Regions from separate parts of the Oryctolagus cuniculus genome. Here region 1 is linked to region 2. A link is a contact called in public Micro-C data. All regions are on one chromosome and are shown on one strand. The core of a region is the stretch at or near the end of the contact, and the rest is flanking DNA. Distances in the headings are between cores, read along the strand shown. Region 1 holds the start of CNNM2 (cyclin and CBS domain divalent metal cation transport mediator 2). Region 2 overlaps NT5C2 (5'-nucleotidase, cytosolic II).

What was found. A called contact is a pair of places that touch in the nucleus more often than the background predicts.
Region 1: a contact with region 2 is called in a Micro-C map of ear pinna, with 19 times the contacts expected there. The contact joins the promoter of CNNM2 here to the enhancer-like site in region 2. A contact is called at or near these places in 2 of 6 Hi-C or Micro-C datasets (ear pinna and an unstated tissue).

The regions. Positions count from the first base shown.
Region 1 is chr15:27,088,627-27,092,800 of mOryCun1.1, reverse strand. It overlaps CNNM2 (cyclin and CBS domain divalent metal cation transport mediator 2), which reads left to right and starts at 1,455. Exons shown (of 8, transcript XM_008270433.4): 1 at 1,455-3,260. The coding sequence starts at 1,640.
Region 2 is chr15:26,758,189-26,762,715 of mOryCun1.1, reverse strand. All of the region lies in intron 1 of NT5C2 (5'-nucleotidase, cytosolic II), which reads right to left. Among named protein-coding and RNA genes, the nearest start is that of INA, 30 kb to the right of the region's middle. Within about 2 kb of position 3,020, at least 2 of the 8 cell types and tissues checked have an H3K27ac peak or open chromatin away from gene starts, as enhancers often do. A contact at or near this core is called in ear pinna, where this site is marked.

The DNA.
Region 1 (4,174 bases), core at 206-2,705, 330 kb before region 2:
CTGGGGCAGGTGTTCAGCCTAGTGGTCAGGACCTCGGGGGTCTGGGTGCCTGCACCCCATGTCCAAGTGTCTCAGTCACTGCTTCCAGCCCATCTTCTTTTTAATGCGCGTCCTTGGAGCCAGCAGGTTATGGCTCAGGTACTTTGGTCTCTCACTCAGTTCTCAGCTTTTGGCCTAGGGTTAGCTCAGCCTTGGCCGTGCCAGCCCTTGGGGAGTGAGCCAGCGGATGGGAGCCCCCTCTCTGCCTCTCTGCCTCTGGGGGCGGGAAACCCAGGAACTTTTATGGACCTTTTTAAGATGTCTGCCTCGTGGAGGATGGCCCAAGTGCTTGGGCCCTGCACCCCATGGGAGACCAGAGAAGCACCTGGCTCCTGCCTTCAGATCGGCGGGCCACAGCGCGCCAGCCATGGCGGCCATTGGAGGGTGAACCAACGGCAAAGGGAAGACCTTTTTCTCTCTCTCTCACTGTCCACTCTGCCTGTCAAAAAAAAAAAAAAAAAAAAAAAAAAAAAAATTCCACTCCTTTTCCAAACTTGCCTGATAGCCTGTTAGGAACGCAAGTTCTGGGCGTTTCCTATTTCACATGGATGGGATACAGCGAATACGTGTATACAGTCCTTCCAGCAAGACCACATGGGAATTCTTAGGACCAACAAGTAACGCCCCTAGTCTGGATTCCCGCACACCTGTTGGGGTGGGCAGCCCATCTGGAAAGTGTTGCAGGGCGCCCACAGCGCCGGCAGGTGGCGCCACGTGACCGCAGAGAGCGCGCTGCTCCGCGAAGCGGCGGGCGGTCTGAGAGCCGCTCTGCCTCGGTGCCGGGGCCGCCTGGCTGCCGCTGACTCCCGCAGAGCGGCGCGCACGAGTAGCGGGCGGGTGGGGGCATGGCTGGTGCCCGGTCTTCTTTTTAGGCCATGTGGCGCCTAAGCCGTGCTTAGTCGGCTTCTCGGGGTACCGGGACCGGAGGGTGCAGTCTTTGCGGCCCCCGCATAGAGCTCTACGGAACCGGCAAGGCTGTGCCGCCGAAAGGGCGGCCTCCCGCTGCGGGGCTCTGGCCCCACCCGGCCCAGCCGGGCGCGGGGATCTACTACCGAGCCCCCTCAGGGAGAACCGGACCCTCGGACAGCTCCTTTCCATTGGCAGCCGGGCGGGAGGCCCCGCCCCCTCCCCTACGGTTCTCATCTCTGACTGGTTCTCGCGTCCCGGCCGGCCACGCCTCCTCCCCTCGCACATACACAAGAGTCACGCGCCTTTCAGTAGGAAACTTGTCGTGCTGAGGAGGACCGTGGCCCTCCTCGCCCCACCCACTTACCTTGCTATTGGCCCACAGCACTGCGTGCGGCCACGCCCCCATTCCAGCCCCCTGGCTGTGAGGGCGGGCTCCCGCTCGTGATTGGCTGGCTGACCTGCCTCTCGCGGGAGCGGCGAGCCCGCCCCTCCTTCTCACTCCCGCCCCCCACCCCCCCCTGCCCGCGAGCCTCGGGGTTTCTCCGCTGGCTGCGGCCGAATCAGTGTCAGTCAGGGAGGCGGACTGATAAGCACTGGGCGCTGACGCTCCGCTGCAGTCTCGCCCCGGGGCCGGTGCCTGTGCTCGCGCCGCCGGGTAGAAGGATGAGGCCGCAGCTGGAGCAGCCACCCTATGATTGGCTGTGGCGCTTGTGAACCCGAAGTAAAGATGGCGGGCGGGCAGGCAGCCGCCGCACTGCCCACTTGGAAGATGGCGGCGCGCCGCAGCCCCAGCGCCCGCGACCGGGGGGTCCTGCAGGCGGCGGCGGCGCGGCTGCTGCTGCTGCTGCTGCTGAGCTGCTGCTGCGGCGCGGGCGGCTGCGCCGCGGCCGGCGAGAGCGAGGAGACCGTGATCATCGGGCTGCGGCTGGAGGACACGAACGACGTGTCGTTCATGGAAGGGGGGGCGCTGCGGGTGAGCGAACGCACCCGGGTCAAGCTGCGGGTGTACGGGCAGAACATCAACAACGAGACGTGGTCCCGCATCGCCTTCACCGAGCACGAGCGGCAGCGCCACAGCCCCGGCGAGCGCGGGCTGGGCGGCCCCGCGCCGCCGGAGCCGGACAGCGGCCCCCAGCGCTGCGGCATCCGCACCTCGGACATCATCATCCTGCCGCACATCATCCTCAACCGCCGCACGTCTGGCATCATCGAGATCGAGATCAAGCCGCTGCGCAAGATGGAGAAGAGCAAGTCCTACTACCTGTGCACGTCGCTCTCCACGCCCGCGCTGGGCGCCGGCGGCCCGGGCTCGGCGGGCGGCAAGGGCGGCGGCAAGGGCGGCGCGGGGGTGGCCGGGCTGCCGCCGCCGCCCTGGGCCGAGACCACCTGGATCTACCACGACGGCGAGGACACCAAGATGATCGTGGGCGAGGAGAAGAAGTTCCTGCTGCCCTTCTGGCTGCAGGTGATCTTCATCTCGCTGCTGCTCTGCCTGTCGGGCATGTTCAGCGGCCTCAACCTGGGGCTCATGGCCCTGGACCCCATGGAGCTGCGCATCGTGCAGAACTGCGGCACCGAGAAGGAGAAGAACTACGCCAAGCGCATCGAGCCCGTGCGCCGGCAGGGCAACTACCTGCTGTGCTCGCTGCTGCTGGGCAACGTGCTGGTCAACACCACGCTCACCATCCTGCTGGACGACATCGCCGGCTCGGGCCTCGTGGCCGTGGTGGTCTCCACCATCGGCATCGTCATCTTCGGCGAGATCGTGCCCCAGGCCATCTGCTCCCGGCACGGCCTGGCCGTCGGCGCCAACACCATCTTCCTCACCAAGTTCTTCATGATGATGACCTTCCCGGCCTCGTACCCGGTCAGCAAGCTGCTGGACTGCGTCCTGGGCCAGGAGATCGGCACCGTGTACAACCGGGAGAAGCTGCTGGAGATGCTGCGGGTCACCGACCCCTACAACGACCTGGTGAAAGAGGAGCTGAACATCATCCAGGGCGCGCTGGAGCTGCGCACCAAGACGGTGGAGGACGTGATGACCCCGCTGCGCGACTGCTTCATGATCACCGGAGAGGCCATCCTGGACTTCAACACCATGTCGGAGATCATGGAGAGCGGCTACACGCGCATCCCCGTGTTCGAGGGCGAGCGCTCCAACATCGTGGACCTGCTCTTCGTCAAGGACCTGGCCTTCGTGGATCCGGACGACTGCACTCCGCTGAAAACCATCACCAAGTTTTATAACCACCCCTTGCACTTTGTTTTCAATGACACCAAATTGGACGCTATGCTGGAGGAATTTAAGAAAGGTGGGAGATTCTGGTCTCTTTCCTTGGCTTGCTCCTCTTTCTCTCTCCATCCCCGCCCCCCACCTCCACCCCCAAACACACACACACACACACACACACACACACACTGGCGTCCTCCACCCTCACACCAACCCCCCAAGGCGAGTTGACCGGAATTTCTCCTTCTCTCTTTGTTGCGAAGTTGAAAGGGTGGCGTGGATTGGGGGGACGGATTGAACTGGTCCGCAAAGGCGCGAGAGTGCCGGCCGGGCGCGTCCTTGCTTGGTGATTCCTGTGCACGGTGATACCCTAACCCCGCACCCCCTACGCGGCGCACGGGGTGGGCTCGGGTCTCCAGGGGTCTGCCGCACTCCCTGTCTGGGTTCTGAGTGGGGCTGGGCTGATGCCATGCCATTTGGTTGCCAGGAACAAATCCCAGGCATCTGGGAAATATCGGAACAGCTTTCTAAACCTAGGACAGACTTCTTCGTCCTTTCGCTCGACCACAGTGAAGGTTCAGAGGCGCGATTCATTCTCTATAGCTTCTTGTTTCTCGTCGGGCACCCTGGGGTGAGGGTGGGGGTGGGGATAGGTTGAGGTCTGCCTCTGAGGCCTGAGGACCACCTAAGCCAAGTACCGCCACAAAAATTCATTCATTCATTCATTCATTCGGGATGTGGCTTGCCTTAGCTAGGATAGAGGTTTTCATGAGAACTGAAGCGAGCTGTTAACCTGTGACTTGGGCTGACCGGAGCAGGCGAGTTAGTTAACCTTTTGTGAGGCTCTGGCTCCTGTCTCTTTCTTCCCTCCTTGTTTACATTGACCTGACAACTAAAATATCCCAAACCAAGTGTGGTTTTGGCAAACAGCTTGAACCTTTAACAACGGCATGCCTCTTTCTCCGTTAATTATAGCTTATTTATTTCTTGACTGGC
Region 2 (4,527 bases), core at 1,771-4,270:
AGGAACCCAAACACTTGGGCCATCTTCCACTGCTTTCCACAGACCATTAGCAGGAAGCCAGATTGGAAGTGGAGCAGCTAGAACTTGAACCAGCACCCCAGTGGGATGCCAGCATCACAGGTGGCAGTTTTACCCACTATACCACAATGCCAGCCCCTATTATGCAATTCTTTGATTTTTTTCTATTTTTATTTATTTGAAAGGCAGAGAGATAGAGAGATATCTTTCATCCACTGGTTCACTCGCAAATGGCTTTGATAGCTGGGGCTGGGTCAGGCTGAAGCCAGGAGCCAGGAACTCCCTCTGGGTCTCCCATATGAATGCAAGGACCAGAGTACTTGAGCCATCACCAGCTGCCCAGGATAGGCAACAGCATGAGGCTGGATGGCAAGCAGAGCCAGGACTCAAACTCAGGCCCTCGGATAGGATGCAGGCATCCCACATGGCAGCTTAACTGTTGTACCACGACACCTGCCCCAACTCTGTGGAATTCTATGCAATTCTGTCTACTTTGGGACTATTCCAAATTTACCATTTCAAGTTTAATAATACAGAGAGAAATCTTTAGGTTGGAGATAAAGATTTCCTTTTATTACCAGCAACAATACAGAGTACCAGTGTTCAGTGAGCCTCTACTTTTTGCTAGGCACTTGCTGGGCCCTCATCTGCCATGTGTTATGATTCCATGGTAACTCCCATTTTACTGAGGCTCAGAGATGCCAAGCGTCTGGAATAGCAATCGGTATATGTCAGACTGTGTGAACTAGGACAAAGAGAACGAAAAGAAGAGAAAAGGACCAGAGAAGAAAAAGCATGACTACTGACATTTGGGAATAGGGAGATCTCCCAAAAAACAGACAGCAGGGAGACTGCCCTGCAAACAATGGAAGAACGGAGATTCACGTAGAAACTTAGCTGTGTCAGACGCCATACCAAGTGCAAACAGCAACTGAAAACTGCCCACCGTGTTTTGCAATGAGGCTGCTGCAAGGAGGCCTGGGCAGGCGCCACAGGAGGGGCAGGGCCACAACAGGCTGAGTCACGGGTGGCACGCAGGGCCTCCTTTCTTGGGAAGCCATGCTCTGAAGAGCACTTGCAAGACTGCTGGGGTCTGGAAGAGGAATCCAGGGCAACCATGACATCAGAGAGCTGTGAGCTGGTGTCGGGGAAGTGAGCCAGCTGAAGGCAAGGAAGCTCTGGCCAGAGACCGGTGTGCCGGCATTTCTGGGCTGCGGCAGCCATGACAAGGTCCAGGGTGTGCCTCGCTGAAGTGGCATTTACATCACTGGAGTTTGAAGGTCAGAGATTCCAAAACCGATAATCCTTAGGAAGAGGTCTAGGGTGCAGAGAACGTTAGGCAGGTTCCAGCCTCAAACAGATCAAAAGGAAGCCGCTCCTTGACCTCCCACCACAGATACATTCTGGGACTTTCAAAGGTCAGACGTTTGGCCAAGTGGTTGAGATGCCAGTTAAGACTATGCATTCCATTTGGGAGTACCTGGGTTCAACTCTTGGCTCCACTCACCACTCCAGCTTCTTGCTCATGTGCACCCGAGGAGACAGCAAGTGATGGCTGTCCACGAGTTGGATCCCAGCCACCTGCATTGAGTTCTCAGCTCTCTTTCTCTCTCTCTCTCTCTGCCTCTGTGTAACTGTGCCTTTCAAGTAAATAAACAAATCTTTAAAAAAATAAAAAAAATTATAAATTAAGTATATCTAAGTCTTAACACATAGCTAACCAAACACCTCTTACCAAAATATAGACCCAGAGCTTCCAAAGAGAAGACCAAGCATTAGACCTAGTCACAGACTGTGAAGCTGGAGCCTGTGTGATAAATGTATGTGTCAGCTACACAATGAGTCTAATCTATTTGTATGATTTAGACTGGGACCCTGTCTCCAATCATTCACTCACTCAACAAACATACATTAAATGCCTTCTTCCTGGGACCAGCACCGTGGCATATCGAGTTAAGCCACTGTCTGAGCGCCAGCATCCCATATGAGCACCAGTTTGGGTCCCAGCTTTTCCACTTCTGATCCAGTTCCCTGATGCCCCAGGAAAGCAGAGGAAGATGGCCCAGGTGGTTGGGCCACTGTATCCATACACCATTATGGCCACTTGGAAAGTGAACCAGCAGATGGAAGATCTCTCTCTGCCTCTCTCTCTGTAACTCTGCCTTTCAAATACAATAAATAATCTTTTTTAAAAAATAAAATCCTTCTTCCTGCAAAGTATTTTGGGGTGTGTGTGAAAGAATGAAACACCCATCCGGTGCAGCTCACAAGGGAAGGAGTCAGATGAGCAAGTCCAGCACAAGACAGTGGGATTGGCTGGACAGGGCAGGGGAAGTGGCACAGAGGAGCTGGCCCGAGAAACAAGTGTCCTCTGGGAAGTGTCAGAAGGGAATGCTGGGAAGGACCCAAGGAAGGCAGGCTGGTGCACGTAGCTCCCGGTCGTGGTCGGGAAACTGGACGCCCTGCCTCGGCAGAGCAGCCTCTGCAGTCGCACAACAATCAGCCACGCCGTCACCCAGTGCAGGTGCCCAGGTCCTGCCGGCTGTTGATCCAGTAGTTCTGTGGTCCAGGAACCTGTCCTCACTGATTCTGAGGAAGGTGGTCCCCAGGCCCGGGCAAGCGCACAGGGTGCTCGCTGGCAGTAAGGATAGGGCTGTGATCGGGGAGCTGTTCTGTGCTAAGGAACCAAGGGCTCAGTTTACAAGCGCCTTCCCAGAAAGTCCAGGCTGAGGCGGTACTGATGGGGTCCTGGGGAGGGAGAGGGTCTCCACTTCCAGGCAAGACACCAGGGGTCTCTTCATACCAAGAGATCACAGCAAGGGCCCTGCAAGTGGTGCCCGCTCATGAGCTGGGGGCTGCCAGGACACCCCCAGGCTCCCAGGAGACAGATTCCCCCAAGAGACGAATGGTGTGGTCCTCATCACAGCCATGGAAGCCACACCCCACCCCAGGGACTGCGTAAATCCAGGCCCAGGACACTGCTGAGTCATCCCACAGGAACCAGCTCGCCACGGCCCCCAGGGCTCTGTTTCACAAGCCGCTGCTGGCTTTCCTGTGGTTTCCAGGCCGAGGAAGGAGAAAGAATAAATATTAACCAAAGGCACAGCAATGGCAAGGTGCCCGGGACCCTTCGTCTCCCCGCCCTCCCTTCACCCCCGCCCCAGAGGCCAGAGGCCAAACAGAGTGCTGGTCTCCCAGGTTCTCTGGGCCACTCCTACAGGAAGAGGGCGGAGGTGGGCGGCGCCCAGGCTGCGGTGGACAGGTGACGGCCTGTCCTCCTGGGGAGGGCCCCGGAGCTGGCCTGACTCCCTCCTGGCGGGGGAGGGGGACTCTCACCAGCCACACAGGCCTCTCAGGATCACAGCCTGGTTGACTGACAGGAGGAGGTGACTGTGCGGAGAACTGTTCCCTTTCTTGGGCTTTGGCTTCCTCCTCTGAAACGATGGAGCTGGATTCCAAGAGCCTCCTCTCCCATGGGCCCAGCTGGCCAGGGCTTCGTACAGGAGGGCCAGGGCTGTGTCCTGAGCACCCTACCGTGTGCAGGAATAACAGCAGCCATGACCATGGGCCAGGCACTGTGCTGTGCTGAGCATTTTACATTTATAATTATCTCATTCACTCATCACAACAACCCCATGAAGTAAGAACTATTATTATCTTTATTCCACAAATAAAAAAAAAAAAATGGAGGCTGGGAGAGATTAAGTAACACGCCCAAGAAAGTGCAGCTGGTCACGCTCCGGGTCAGTCAGCTTGAAGCACTTGGGCTTCCCTCGTGGTCACACTCCACGTGCCAGCTAGCCAGGCCCCTGCTGCGCGGCTGCCAGCCCTCCCTGGGGTTGGGGGTGGGGGATGGGGTAGGCACTGACCAAGTGAAGGAATTACTTGCTGAATGGGAATAATACGGAACCTACTTCAATTGGAAGTTGTAAGAATTAAACGCACGGGCGCTGGGTTCTAGCTCTGGTTGCTCCTCTTCCAGTCCAGCTCTCTGCTGTGGCCCGGGAAGGCAGTGGAGGATGGCCCAAGTGCTTGAGCCCCTGCACCTGCAAGGGAGACTAGGAGGAAGCACCTGGCTCCTGGCTTCGGATGGGCACAGTGCTGGCCGTGGTGACCATTTGGGGGGTGAACCAACAGAAGGATGACCTTTCTCTCTGTCTCTCTCTCTCACTAACTCTATCTGTCAAATAAAAAAAGAAAAAGAATTAAATGCATAATAGGTCTGTAAGTACTTGGAAAAGGCCACTACTAACATTAAGTATTGTTCTTAAATGTTACATAGTAGTTGTCATTTAAAAAAAATTGAGGTAATACTGGGAAGGGCATTTGGCACAGTGGTTCGGATGCCACTTGGGATGCTGGTATCCCGTATCAGAGTGCCTAGATACAGCTTCTTGCTAATGCACACCAAGGGAAGGCAGCAGGTGACGGCTGAAGTACTTGATGCCAAGGCTGACCTCTGTCTGTCTGTCTCCCTCGCTCAGTGTCTCTGCCTTCCAAGTAAAATAA